2 separate regions of the Arachis hypogaea genome follow, and region 1 is linked to region 2. A link is a contact called in public Hi-C data. All regions are on one chromosome and are shown on one strand. Each heading gives the region's core, a stretch centred on a gene start, on an enhancer-like site or on the middle of the called end of the contact. The rest is flanking DNA. Distances are from core to core; before and after follow the strand shown.

Evidence for each region. Hi-C and Micro-C count contacts between places; a contact is called where the count stands out from the background.
Region 1: a contact with region 2 is called in a Hi-C map of leaf, with 3 times the contacts expected there. The contact joins the promoter of LOC112737795 here to the promoter of LOC112737787 in region 2. A contact is called at or near these places in 2 of 8 Hi-C or Micro-C datasets (both in leaf).

Annotation. Positions count from the first base shown.
Region 1 is chr13:26,432,074-26,439,514 of arahy.Tifrunner.gnm2.J5K5, reverse strand. It overlaps LOC112737795 (long-chain-alcohol oxidase FAO1), which reads right to left and starts at 2,128. Exons shown (of 3, transcript XM_025787904.3): 1 at 1,503-2,128. The coding sequence starts at 1,724.
Region 2 is chr13:26,171,402-26,178,498 of arahy.Tifrunner.gnm2.J5K5, reverse strand. It overlaps LOC112737787 (chaperone protein dnaJ C76, chloroplastic), which reads left to right and starts at 1,567. Exons shown (of 9, transcript XM_025787894.3): 1 at 1,567-2,216; 2 at 2,613-2,741; 3 at 2,831-2,960; 4 at 3,048-3,168; 5 at 4,088-4,169; 6 at 4,268-4,321; 7 at 4,789-4,827; 8 at 4,916-5,015; 9 at 5,934-6,261. The coding sequence starts at 1,995. The coding sequence ends at 6,064. It overlaps LOC114925057 (a long non-coding RNA gene), which reads right to left and starts at 943. Exons shown (of 2, transcript XR_011869487.1): 1 at 704-943.

The DNA of each region.
Region 1 (7,441 bases), core at 879-3,378, 260 kb before region 2:
CATAAAAATAAGACTTTTGAGTGTTAATGAATAATGATTAAGTAAATAAACATTATTAACTATATTACATTATTCAAATTAAATAATAAATTTTATTACACAATTTTAATCATTTGAAAATATAAATTACAAGCTACATCATTAAATATTAAATAATCGTTGGAAAAGAAAAAGCTCCAACTATTAATATAAAAACTTTCTTTTGTGGCGTAAAAATTATTAATGGTGTGTTTGTTTGAGGTAAAAATGGGAGGAAGGAAAACAAAAAAAAAAAAAAAAAAAAAGAAAATAGTTATTTTTTTTGTTTGATTAAAGAAAGAAATGGAAAAAAAAGAAAAATGGATGGAAAAATATTGGTGGATTCACCAATTTTTTTTTTTTAAAGAAAATTAAATCTCTCTCTATTTTTAATAGTATCCTTTTACTTTTTCTATATAATTTATAATATAAAGATAAAATTATCTTTTTATAATTTTTTTTTTCTTTCATCCAAATACATTTAAAAAAATAAAAATTCACTCAATTTTTTTTCTTTCTTTTCTATTTCTTTTTTCTTTATTTCTTTCTTTCCAACCAAACATAGTTTAAATGATAATTAAAACCCAAAACCTTTTCAAATGCGGCGTGCCCAATCAAAATCCTAGGGACCCAGGGGATTTAAATGTACGAGTATCGGTTATAACCAACGTGGGTCCCACTTGTATACACAGTTTTGGACTTTCCCAGTTCGCATATACGAACACTGTGCTTGTAACAACCTCTTGCACAGAATGAGAGAAGCGCATGAAAATGATGAAAAATTAAAACTCTTATATATATGCACTCCTATTTAATTTTTTTTAATCAAAATTAGTTGAAAAACAATAAAAAATTATTTTTTAGTTAATTAATTTTAATTAATTGTTTTTTAAAAAATTTAAAATTTATTCTAAAATTTAAAATAAATATTTTTTTAAAAAAATAATTGATTTTGGCTAAAAATAATTAGCTCCATAACATTACTCAAATTATTTAGGACATATATATATTTTGTGGAATAAAAATAAGATAATTTTTCATTAAATATATTTAATTAATATACAAAATGGGAAATAAGAAACTCTCATATATCTTCTTAATTGTAAACAAAACAATTTTTGGTGGTTTATATTCTTTATCTTTTAAAATATAAGTATATTTATAGTGTTTTAATCTTTTCGAGAATCAAGAGAAATTGTTATATATATATATAAAAGACTGTATCAGTATTCGTGTAAATTTTTTATTTCGTTTTTATTAATGCTCAAATAGTGAAATTTTAGTTTTGTGGGTCACACACTGACACTAATGAATATATATCGCTTTACAAAGATATGAAGTATTAATAAATAGGTCAAAAGAAATCAAAAATAAAAAAAAAATCCCAGCATAATTAAGAACACATGATGAAGAAGAAAAAGAAAACTGTAATCAAATACGTATATATATTGGTATAATATTATGTTATTAATATACGTATGTACCTCATGAGGGTATGGATGTTGAGAAGCGGAAATGTTCGAGAAGGACTTGGTCACATCCTTGTTATTAAGCTCATCTTCTTCATCCTTCAATGGCGGCAAAGGAGGAATCACAACCTCACATATGCTTGCAAGTGATTCCATCTCATACCCAAAAAACCCATGTCTGTATTTTCTCTCTCCTCTCTCTCCCTTCAACAATGGATGGCACTCTCTTTTCACCATGATCTCTCTCTCACACACACACACACAAGCTAATTAGGATAATTGATTATATGAAATTGTCTGTGGAGCGGGTTAGTTATGATATGAGAATAATTAGAAGGATCTAGATGAATATATATGGATATAGATAGGTATATATAGAAGCAAAGGTGCAAGAAATTAAAGGAATGATTATGATTGGTTCTGTTTAATTAATTGGAGGGTGTGATGAGGTGGAAGGAAGGAAGATAATGATAGACTGGTATGTAAATTAATAATAATCACAATAATCCTTTTTTTTCTTTTCTTTCTTTTCTAACTTATACACTATATGAGTTGTAGGTTGTGCGGCAATGGATATATATAGACTCAACTCTTAACTACTTTATGTCAACTTTTCTAAATCATATAACTTCTCTACCTCCTGCGGAAACGGGTAAATTGCATGGTGTATAAAATATAGTTTCAATTATTGAGAATGACATCCTAAAATATATATGATTGTTTTAAATGTAATATAAAATATTTTGATGCTAAACTACTCATAAGTGATAAAATTGATTATTTGCTTATCATTTTATTACTATAAATTTCGACAATGTTTTCATATTTTAAAAGGTAAAATACACAGATATTTTGTGCAATAAAATTAATTAATTTTGAAATTTATTATAAATTTAAATTAATCTTTTTCTAAATTATACTAAAATTTTGAAGAGAAAGAATTTGATAAATCCATATCGATAGTGCATATGACCATTTTTGCAGTGGGGTACAGTATATATACACATGTAATAAGAGCAAATACGATTGTAGACTTCCGATAGCTAAATTTTTTTAAATTACTTTATAGACATTTGAAATTAGCCATAGTATATATACATCACAAATTAATTTAATTAAATCGATAAATTATTTTTTTTAAATTATGATTATTTGTTTTGATGAATAACAAATAATCAAATATTTAATGCATGATATATATATATATATATATTTATGAGTTTAAATTTTATGCACTCATAATGTAAAATATTTTATATAGTCATCCGATCATATTTATTTTTTTAGGTGATTATATACAGAATTAATATAAAAAATAATCATATTTTTTTAGGTGATTATTTTTGGTATACAGGAAAGGTGAAAAATAGGAATGGGGTTGATATTATTGTGGATAAGCAGTGGAAGAAGGACGTAGTGGATGTCAAGACACTACAAGAAAATAAGCTTTCTGCCACGCTTTTAAAGCGTGCCGAAAAGTGTAAAAAAGCGTGCCGATAGATTTTCGCCACGCTTTTTGAGCTATTAGCACAGTTTTAAAAGGGTCACATCCGCCAGCGTGTCAGTTGCTCTATTGCCACGCTCTTGTGGAACTATCGACACGCTTTTTTTGTTGGCACGCTTTCATCTGTTGCCACGCTTAAAAATCGTGGCCATAGGTCTTAACCTATAGGTACGCTTAAAATGCGTACCGAAAAGTGCACATATCGCCACGCTTTTAAAATGTTCCAGACTGTTTGTTTTGAGTACTCTTTAAAAACGTGCCAATAAATGAAGATATGGGTACACTTTTAAAGCGTGCCGGTTGCTTAGCTATGGCCACATTTTTTAAGCGTGCCTGTTGAGCCCAACATTAAGATATAGTCACCCTTTTTAAGGGTGGTCATAAGTTTGGTCAGAATTTTTTTTTTAATTAATCTTCCTAATATTTCATGCAAAATTCATATATAATTTTAAAATCATAGACCAAAATAATTATGTATATTGAAATAGTCCAACATATACATAAATTTTCTCATAATATATATATATATATATAACTTGTCACCACAAAAGTAGACTTTGAAGACAAAGTACTAAAAAGTAAAGTCATAACAAGTAAATAAAAATTACAATTCCAACAAGTGTCACATATCTACTTCTTTTATATACTTAGTTACAAAATATTAAATTTTATGAGTAGTATGATCATCCATTATGAGCTCCATTGTTTTTACTACTGTCCTGCAAAATTTTAAATAATCTTATGTTAGTGCCTGTTATAAAAGCTACATTAATTAAGTCCAACAAATCCAATTCCAAATCCAAATTGATTACAAATGAAAATGGCAAGACAACTTTAATTAGGTCCCGTAATAATGCATATTCAGCCATTAAAACAAAAAACACAAATCAAAAAATAAAATTGTGACTCACTCAATTTCAATATGACTCATTAGTGAATTATATTACATACAAACATATGTAGTAGTAATTGCATTTAACTGAGTTGCTATGGCTAACACAGATTTCAAACCCTACATAGTACATAGTACTTACTCTGCAAAGCAAAATACAAATAAGGATAAGGTATTCTTTGCAATTTGCAAATCAGCAAAGTCCTCAATATTCAAAGAGGCAAATGCACTCAAGTGAAGGTAAATTTTAATACAATTGGGCGTGGTGTTGATAAAGCAAACTAAAAACAAAGTGTATGTGTTTGATTAACTTAAATTTTGTTGCAGTCTCAAACTAAAAGAAGTGAGAACTCACAGCTTAGAGCGGAAAATGAGAAGCTTAAAGCAGATAACATGAGGTTGGATCCTCATTCATCGAACTCTACCCTTCTTTTAGATCGAGGTTGTAACTTAAATATGCTGAAAAAAAAATCTGCACACTGTAAGAATACTAGAACAAACATAATTGACATGATATTAAAAATTAAATCCAATACAGGAAAACTTTTCGAAAAGGAATGAAATGAAATATTAGAAAGACATGATCTTTCTCGGTGGTACATGCAGAAGCAGTAGTAACTGTAATTAGTACTGTGGGAGTAGCTCCCTCTCAATCAAATTCAAAAACAAAATTATAAGAAAAATCAAAATCAGAAGCAAATGTCTAATGTATCCTAAATTTCAGCAGAATAGTTGAACCTTTTTCCCATGGTAGAGCTGTTGTTCGGCTTGATTGGAGCATCAAAATTTGGGTTGTGATAGCCTACATGATAGACTATGTTAGCTTTTTTAACTTTTCAAGAGAAGGCACCAAACAAGGCCTTAAATCTGTTTGTTATCAAAGAATTAAAAAATTAAAGTAACAAAATATGACTGTTTCCAAAGTACAAGTGACAGTATAAAAAGAATTTAAAAGTATGGTTTAAGATAAATACCTGCCATATTACTATTTGTCAAGACGATCCTATAACCAAAAGAGTTGCAAAATGATGGCAGCAAAGACCACAAAGAGTATGCAAGAGGATCTTCATTCCTTGATGAAATCTCTTGCTCCTCAAGCTGCAAAACAGAGAAAGTAAGTAACGAAAATCTCTGCAGGAGACTAATACTGCAACTCATAATAAATAATAAATTGTTTCCCACCCTTTAAGCCGCCATCTCCCTTGTACGTTCAATCATGCGCAAAATTTCTTCTTTAAAATAATTTAATCGTGCACCAATAATATACTGGTTCAGAAAAGGAAACAGCCAGATATTTGCATCCAACAAGTCTTCAACTTCCAAATTCAGAGGTATAAAGGGCAACAGTCGTTCAGGTCCCATTGCAACAAGAGCTGGTCCAAAGCATTCATGCAGCTACAAGATGTAGAATGTATTATACTTCAGTAATCAGTTGCCAAAGAAAACTATAATATAAAATATAGTTCCAGATTCTTGTCAACAACATACTAATGGGTGAATAGGCTACAAAAGGAACCGAGACAAAAAAGTTTGCTATCAATTCTTGAACAATCATAATAAGCATAGAAATCAACAGAAGTTTGTAGCACAGAGCTGCTATTCTGTTATTTGCTAAGGATGCAATCAGCAGCCATTGGCAGCACCAAATGTCCCTAATAATATTAATTGCATGGGCAAACGAAGATTTCTAACCTAGAAACAAAATGGTTGCAAAAACCAACCTTGTCACTGTAAAGTTTCAAACCTTCAAAGATCATAATAGACTACAAAATATATCCAACTTTTTCCTGGTCAACTCTAATGGAAAACTGTTAAAACTAAGATAAAAGAGAATGTTGCAATAGTAATATAGCATACCTGCTTCTTAAAGAGAAAATCTTCTTCATGAAGCTTTTGCACATCTACCAAGTTTTTGAGTATTCTTCTCAAAATAATGAGAACTTTTTCCTGTAATGATGATAGCAAAGTCCCAAATATAAGTAATTTGTGGTATATACATTATTTTAAGAACATGATTACAAAAAGTGACTCAAAACCAGACGTGGGACAAATATCGACAAATTAATCACACCGTCCATGATTTAGACAAATTAAGTCATAATCATAATTGTTACATTAGAAATAATACTCGCTGGCCTCTCTTAGTCTAATCACCAACAAACAAAAGGTTTTCAGTGCAAGAAAGTGTGAGATCTGATAGCAAACAAAATACCTAATTTGTTAACATAGCTGAAACAACTTGTATTACTCTGTCCCAGATAGCAGTATAGTGATAATCAAGTAAGCTCTCAATAGTTGCACAGATTTTTTCAATAATGGTTGGTCCTGAATTCCTAGGTTCTCTGTCATCACTGTAAGAGATCTGATCCACTCCCTGCTTAATCAAGCTTGCATCAATACAAGAATTAATCATGCTCTTAAAGGCATCAGTGGCTGCATATATTGCCTCTTCATGTTTAGATCCCAAAATAAGGTGAATTCAGAAAATTAATCATCCTCTTAAAGACATCAGTGGTTGCATATATTGCATCAGTGGCTGCATATATTGCCTCTTCATGTTTAAAGGCATATATTGCCTCTTCATGCTGAATTCCTCATCTATTTTCGTTAAGGAAATTAAACATGTGAGTCCAGTACAAATACTCAAATAAGGTGAAATAGCTAGAAGAAAGAATTAACTTAAATAACCGAGCTAAATGAACAAGTAATATGGAAGACAATAAAGAAAGGCCGCATAAACTAAGCAGAGAAAGTGATTGGGAAAGTCCAGTACAAATACTCAAAACCGGCAAACAGAACATATTTTGTCCAATCATCTCAATTAAATTACATCTCTGACGCCTTCAAAGTTTAAAATAGGATCATTCATCACAATTTCTTATACATACAAATCAAAGATTTATGCTTATAAAAGCTGGATCCCAAGAGACCAAGAACCGATTTACAATAATAGATTGAGCCAGTAAATAACTAAATACTAACGTTTTATGCGTCCATGAGTTAAATGGTAATCAACACAAGACATGGTAACCATATGCAGACAACAGCCTTAATTGAAGAAAACTTGCACTATATTAATCACTACGGAAGACAGTATAGAGAGTGAGGGGTTACCATGTATTCGGAGCAGGGGTAACCAGCGGGGAGAATGAGCTCGTCGCAGAGAGTGGGCTGTGGTTCGGATTTGCCGCTACTGTCGAAGCAGTCAATGGAATCTCCGGAAAGTGCGGCGACGGTTCTGGATCTTCGAAAAGCTTTTTTCCCTGTTCAAGCCTTCAAGCTACTTCACTTCAGCACACACGACGATACAACAATTGAGAGTTCAATATTCTTAACGAACAAATCAACTGGCGTACTTCAATAACAAGGATCTAAAACAAAGCTAAAGAAATAAGGCGCTCGATGAAATGCTTAAAGAGATTCGAAACTAACCAGCTTTGACGGACGTGTTAGCCTGAGCAACGTTCCTAGCCATGGCTACGAGAAGCGCGATCCCGTGCTCAGCGACGGCAACGGTGTTGGCGGTGGGGGCATTAACCACCAGGCAGCCATGCTCGG
Region 2 (7,097 bases), core at 318-2,817:
ATCAGAGGGTGTCTTCTCACTTAAAATCACAGTTTTCTCCTTAGCTCTAATATCAATTACCTTTGGCAGATCCACGAGATGATTGAAATAGATATAAAACTCATCCACATATCTATTCTTAAGAAGAGCTTCTCTCAGTTCATTAATCTCTTCATTCTCTAAATGACATGAAGCCCAGACTCTATATCAAAATTAGTCACATCATATCAATACATAGCCTTATACTTCAAGTAGCCTAATTCTTTAAATAAAATTACCAAATCAAAAAGATTAATTAGGTCAACATCTAATGGTAAATTTTTTGAACTTTTTCATGTAAATAGTGTAAAACTTTTTCGTTATCTTTCTTAAAATTTTTCTCTTGATGAAACACAAGGACAACCAGATATTTAACCATCTAAAAAATAAAAAGGCCTAAATTAAATCCTAATTAAAAACTCAATATGTTACACAAGCATTTTAATCTGATCTTATTATAAACACCTAATTCTATTACTTTATTTCAACTTTGTTTAATTTATTACATAAAAAATTATTTTTAAACAAATCTCTTCGCTTTCATATTATTTAAATATAGGGCATGACAATATAAAAAATATTTTAACATTTCTAAACCTTAACCAGAGCTGGATTCAGACAACAATAGTTGCATGTCATACTCAAGACCACACACATAAAAAGAGAGAGGGACAACGACACATACCTCTACACTTCGTAGCGTCAACAACAACCATCCAAACTTCGCCAGTAGCGCCGTGCAAGTTCCATCAACTTCATCATGAGAAGCTTCGTCAGCAACCTTGTGAACACATCCCTCTAACTTTGCACACTCACCACTGCCTCAAAGGAAAAAAATGTTCCTCTAGCTACTAGGATTTTCTTATAATTGTTAGAGAGGGTCCATGGAGTTTTATAGAAAAATCTATAAGGCGTGAAATGAAACATCTTCTGGGGAAGCAAAATGGTATTATTTGTGCTCACGTGGAAAAGGCCCCTGTCCTTTCTAACAAGTCACGTGGGTCTCTAACCTCCATCTCACAACCTTAACTCTCTAGCTAAGCAGCTTAATAAAACACATAAACAAGTTTCGTTACTCTTTGATGGCAAAAATGATAGAAGAACCGCATTAGCAAACGGAGCATAGGAACATGAGGTGAAGTAGATCCTTTTTTTTGTTAAGGGTCGTGTTGTCATTCAGGCAAATGAACAGTGTTGGGTTAGTAATTTACTCTTAAATTAAACTTTATTTATTTATATAATTTGTCCAATAAATTTAATTTTAGATAAACCACAAAAAATACACTTGAATTATTTTATCAATAATAAAAATTATCTCTAATTTTGTTATTAACAAAAATACCTTCAAATTATTTAAAAACATGATAAAAATACATGTGTAAAATTAAAAATTTTATTATTTGAGAATATTTTTGTCAGCGATAAGATAATTCGAATTCATTTTTAGTAATTTATCCATCAATCTTAATTAAATCAAAATTATAAATTTAATAATAATCAATTTTTATTTTATTTGTTTTACAAATCTTTTCAACTTTTTTATCTTTTGCCGATTATCGTAGTGGCACTTCAACGCCAAAACAAAACTAAAAGGCACTTGCAAATTACAACACAAGCGTTTACCAAAAAAAGAAAATTACAATTTACAAGACGAGGCAAGCAAGTGACAAACCATGCAATGCAACACCTGTGCACGTGAGGACACGTGCCACCTCTAGTGAAACCCAATTCGTCTCGTTCTTTTTCCCCCTCTCAGATTCATCTCAGGGTTCGTGCAGATTCTTTTGAATGTCTTTGGCTGTGACACTGCCATGTCAGCAACACCACCCTTCTACGCCAAAATTTCTCCCTCCGCAAATATTGCAAAATACTCCATTTTCCACTCTCAACAATATCCAACAACCACCCACAATTATCATTATTATTTTTATATATTTATATATTATACTCAATTTCGGTAGAGAGTTGGTATTGGAATGGCTCAGTTACTCTCTCCAGTCCAAAATCCTTCACTGAGTCTGTGTCCAAGAACCACATCATCATGGCGTGTAATGCCAAACGCTGCAAATTCTTGGAGCTTTGTAACACACAATGGCAACAGAAGAGCCTTCAATTTTGGAAGGCTCAGAGTCGCAGCTGAGGAATCTTTTTCTACCACTGATGCTGTTGCTGATGACTATTATGCAGTTTTGGGCTTGGTAATTGATCAAACTCTATTTCTTTTTCTTTTTTTTTTATCATTTCTTATTACTTTTTGTAGAAATTATTAAAAAACGGAAGTAAAATTACTAGAAGTAATGAAATTCTGACACTTAGTTAAAGAGTCAAAGTTTCTTTTTGTTTTGACCATTAATGTTCATCAAAATATTATGATTCACTTATCAATTGGAATAGTGGTAGTTTCTTTTAGCCAACTAACTAATTCTTTTCCAATTATAGTTACTAAGTTCGTAATATGATTTTTGAAAATCTTAATCATAAAAGCTTCAATAAATTTAAAATAATGGATAAAAACGTATGAATGATTTTATATTCCACCAAAAAAAAAATGAAATGAAACTAATAAAAATTTATTGTTTGGTGGAATTTACTAGCTTCCGGACGCTACACCGGCACAGATCAAGAAGGCCTATTATAATTGTATGAAAGCTTGTCACCCTGATTTGAGTGGCAATGACCCGGAGACTACAAATTTCTGCACATTCATCAATGAAGTCTATGCAGTATTTTTCATTTTGAATATCTTAAATTATGTTCATTGAAACTTTACCCTATGTTTTCTGCATTGTAAATTGACTATTGCAGTGTGCAGGTGCTAAGCGATCCTGTTCAACGCATGGTTTACGACGAAATTCACGGCTATTCTTTGACATCAATAAATCCCTTCCTCGATGATTCTAGCCCAAAGGATCATGCTTTTGTTGATGAATTCAGCTGCATAGGTACTTTTTTACTTAGTCTTGCAATGATATATCTAGAAAGTTATGTAAGTTGAAAAATTCCTGTTATGTTGCAAAATTCCTGAACAGGATGCAAAAATTGTGCCAATGTGGCCCCTGATGTGTTTTCAATAGAAGAGGACTTTGGAAGAGCCAGAGTATACAGCCAATGTGGGAACCCTGAATTAGTTCAACAAGCAATTGATACTTGGTATTATTATTATTATTATTATTATTATTATTATTATTATTATTATTATTATTATTATTTGTTGTTGTTGTCTCTCTGCATGACTCTAATTGATTATTAATCATCCATTTTGGTCACTTGTTGCAACTTTCTTTCTGACGATGTAATTAAAGCATGATACAAATATAATTGAGCCACCTCAATTTTTCATTACTGTCTGAGATATCTAATATCTTTTTCTTATACTGATCTTAGTTAAAAAAAAAAAAAAGAGAAGAGAAACATATTCAAGTCATGATGAGAAATCCATACGACATCGTATAAACTAACATTTCGAGTGATTCGCAAAACATGAAACACAATAACATAGCACATGAACTCCAGATTCAACACACAATAATAGACAAGCTAAACTCTCAAAATTTTTGGCTATCCATTTTACCAAAATGAAAGAAAGAAAAATATAGTGTTATTCAGTATAGGGATGCATTATGTAAGCATATCAATTGAATTTTCATGAAAGCATGCAAATCACATGTTTTGATATTCATCCTTTGTCAACAATATACATATGTATCGAAACATCCAAGGGTTAACTCATTCAACTGATCATTAATTCCAAATGCAGAACCTTCATTTGTAGTTAAAATCCATTATGAGGCATAACAAGGTACCATTACACCAGGATTCAGTTTCATGTTTATATGTGAACAAGAACTTTTCCTCCTCAAGTTTCTAGATGATATATATTATTATCTGTTGATGCTATTAGATCTTAGAACTTCATAACCTTTGGTATGATAATGTTGCAAAAAGAGCCTCCTTCTGTAGGATCTTGAGCCATCAGTGAGATACTAATCTCGAAGAGCTAGAATTTTAACCTTGTGAAGCAACTAAGCCGATCGAGATTGTTGATTTCTTTTATTTTTTATTTTTTAAGCCCTGTTGACTGCATTCATTGGACTTCAGCTGCACAATTGTCACTACTTGAAGACGAGATGCGCCGTGTAGAGAGAGTTAATGTAAGGAGTCCGTTTCTTCCTTCAATTTTTTTTCCCTCTTATGATCTCTATTCATGAGTTTTCTGTCTTCATCTTCTTTGTTTTATACCTCTCTGCAGGTTGCCCTAATGCTTTCTGGTATGGGGTCAGCATCAAGTGATGTTTTCAGAATGGTAAGTTATTTGCATGTTCAAAGTTTTTCTTATAACTTCTTAATTTGCATTTTGTTGAGGGGGTTCAATAGACTTTCTCAGTTTGAAATATGCTTGAAATGACCATATTCTGCATGCTCCGAAAACCTGGCTGAATTACCTTGAATTTTCAACTTAAAACATCTAAGTATCATTAGATAAGGAATCAAACTCAAATGGTTTTAAATTGTGGTTGCGATTTCGGTTGCTTCAACTTCAAGCATAAAGGTGTGATTGTTTATGTTCACAACTTGAAATTTAACTTGTTACAGCTTTGATAAGGCCCATAATGCTATAATTCATCCAATGTTCGTAACCCTTGAAACAGAGGTTATAAAGTCATCATGTTATGGATTAATAGAATGGTTTTCAGGATATTATTCATAGTGTACCATATATGTGTGGATTATTTACGCGTTCTACTTCTTCTTAACTTGATCTTATGACAGGCAAGTAGCAGATGGGAAAAGAGGCAAGCAAAAGTCTTGGTAATAAATCTTATATTCTGATTTATCTTTCCACAAAAAAACCATGTCCTGAATTGAATACTTTATTAATGTGATGAGTTTCTTGAAGGAGCAAGCAAAAGTGAGAATGATGAAGCAGAAAGGTACTGATGCAACAAACTCATACTGGGACAACTTATGGGCAAAACCAAAAGAATACCAAAGTTCAGGTATGGCCATGTCAAACTGCAAAAACTGGTGTAACTTGACACATCACTGATTCCACAACTTGAACCTATAACGTTAAGGTCTCATAACACCACTAAATTGTCATTCCAAGGTTTCCCTTCATTTTTTGATATAGCAATTTAGAAATATTTTATGGCCTAGACACTCTTTCAAAATTAGATTGAATGTGAGACCCATCGTATATAGATCACACACCACATTCAATGGTGAGGAGGGATAAATTATTGCATTCTCATCATGGAGCATTTGGAATATGCTTCTTTCATTTATAAAGTGACATTTCCAATAAAAATACGGATCTATTCATAATAAATGGTAATATATTCTGCCACTTTGTAAATGAATGACACACAATCCACCTAAATCACTAAATGTCTATAAATATGCAATAATTTTTGGATCGAGAGGTGTGCAGTAGAATAAACTACAAGATGTAATAATGAATACAAATTACACATTTACACATTGAACAACTGATATATGACTAGTTATGCCTTATGATTTGGTTTATGTATTAATTATTGTATTACTCTTTATAATTTAACCAAATTTTTTATTAGTTATTTTTTAAAAGAAAAATACAGTCATTCTAGAATGTGTTTTTAGAATATTCCATAATTCATTCTACGTCAAACATAAAAACGAATATTTCAAAAAAAATATTTTTTAACAAAAAATAATTAGAAAGGACCTAATTAAAAGTTTTGATTTAGTATAGGATTTTAATTAAAAACTTTTAAACTATAAAAATTTAATTTAAAATTTAATAAAATTATAAAAATTAACAGAATAATTAATTTTTTGTTTTTTTATTTTCACAACCACAAAATATGAGAGATATATATTCTCTATGCAAAATTGGCAGTTATGATATTTGAGATGTTAATAATTTATTGCAGAGGAGGAAGTGAAAGAAAGAGCAAAAAGAGCTGCTGCTGCTGCTAGAAGATGGAGGGAGTACTCAAGAAGGGGTGTTGATAAGCCTCCAACTTTTAAGCTTCCAGAAGCTGCCTCAAGCAAAGACAACTGACCCAATATTTTACACACTATCTTATATGTAGCTACAAATCCCATGTAATTAATTCATCCATTGACCATAGTCTAAAATTAAATCATGTAAGTCTATTTCTTATTGTATATGCAACAACTCTAATCAAGTAAATATAACACGTTATTTACAAGGGTAAGATACAATAATAATAGAAGAAAGTTACTACTTTACTTCAATGTGCTTTTATTATGACTTTATAGAGATTTGTTTAAAAATAGTCCAACAGTGATGGAATTCCTACTAATTAAGCTCTTTCATTTAAATTGTCAACTTCTTCATTCAAACAACAATATTGTGAGCTGTTGTTAGATTAGCAAAATTTTAAATTTGGTTTCGTCATCATCGTATCTTCCATTTTAAATAGTCGTGAATGAGGGGAGAATATTCTCTCACAAATACCATAGCACACTCATCCTTCTTATCCAATTCAGTTAACCGCAACTGGTTTTTTTTTTTTTTTTTTCAAATCATGTCATTCTCATTCGTACTCAGAATATTGATCGATTTAGTAAAGTTTTTATTTTTTAAAAATGTACTATAAAACATGAATATGAGACAAGATATGACACAGGGTATATAGTTATACGAATTTTAATTTATTGTAAAACATAGGAACACAATATATATATATATATATATAAAATGTAAAATATTTTTTAAATAAAAATTACAATAATATATAAAAATTTTATTGATATTAAAATATAAATTAATGTTTCTTTTAGAAAGTACAAATACATTTTCAAAATATTTTACTAAATCAAGACTATATTTCATCGTACTAGATACAGATACAAATACAAATACAAGGTATAATAATTTGTAAACTATGAAATATAAATATGAGAAAATATTATATTTAAGAGTGAATGCTCCATCCGGCCCCTGACAATTATCTCGAAAGGACAACGAGGTCCCCAAGAAAAAAAAACACCCAATCCGTCCCCTGATAATTTTTTTTTGGGACTGGTTAGCCCCTATGCCAAAAATATAACATTGATTTTTTTTTTGT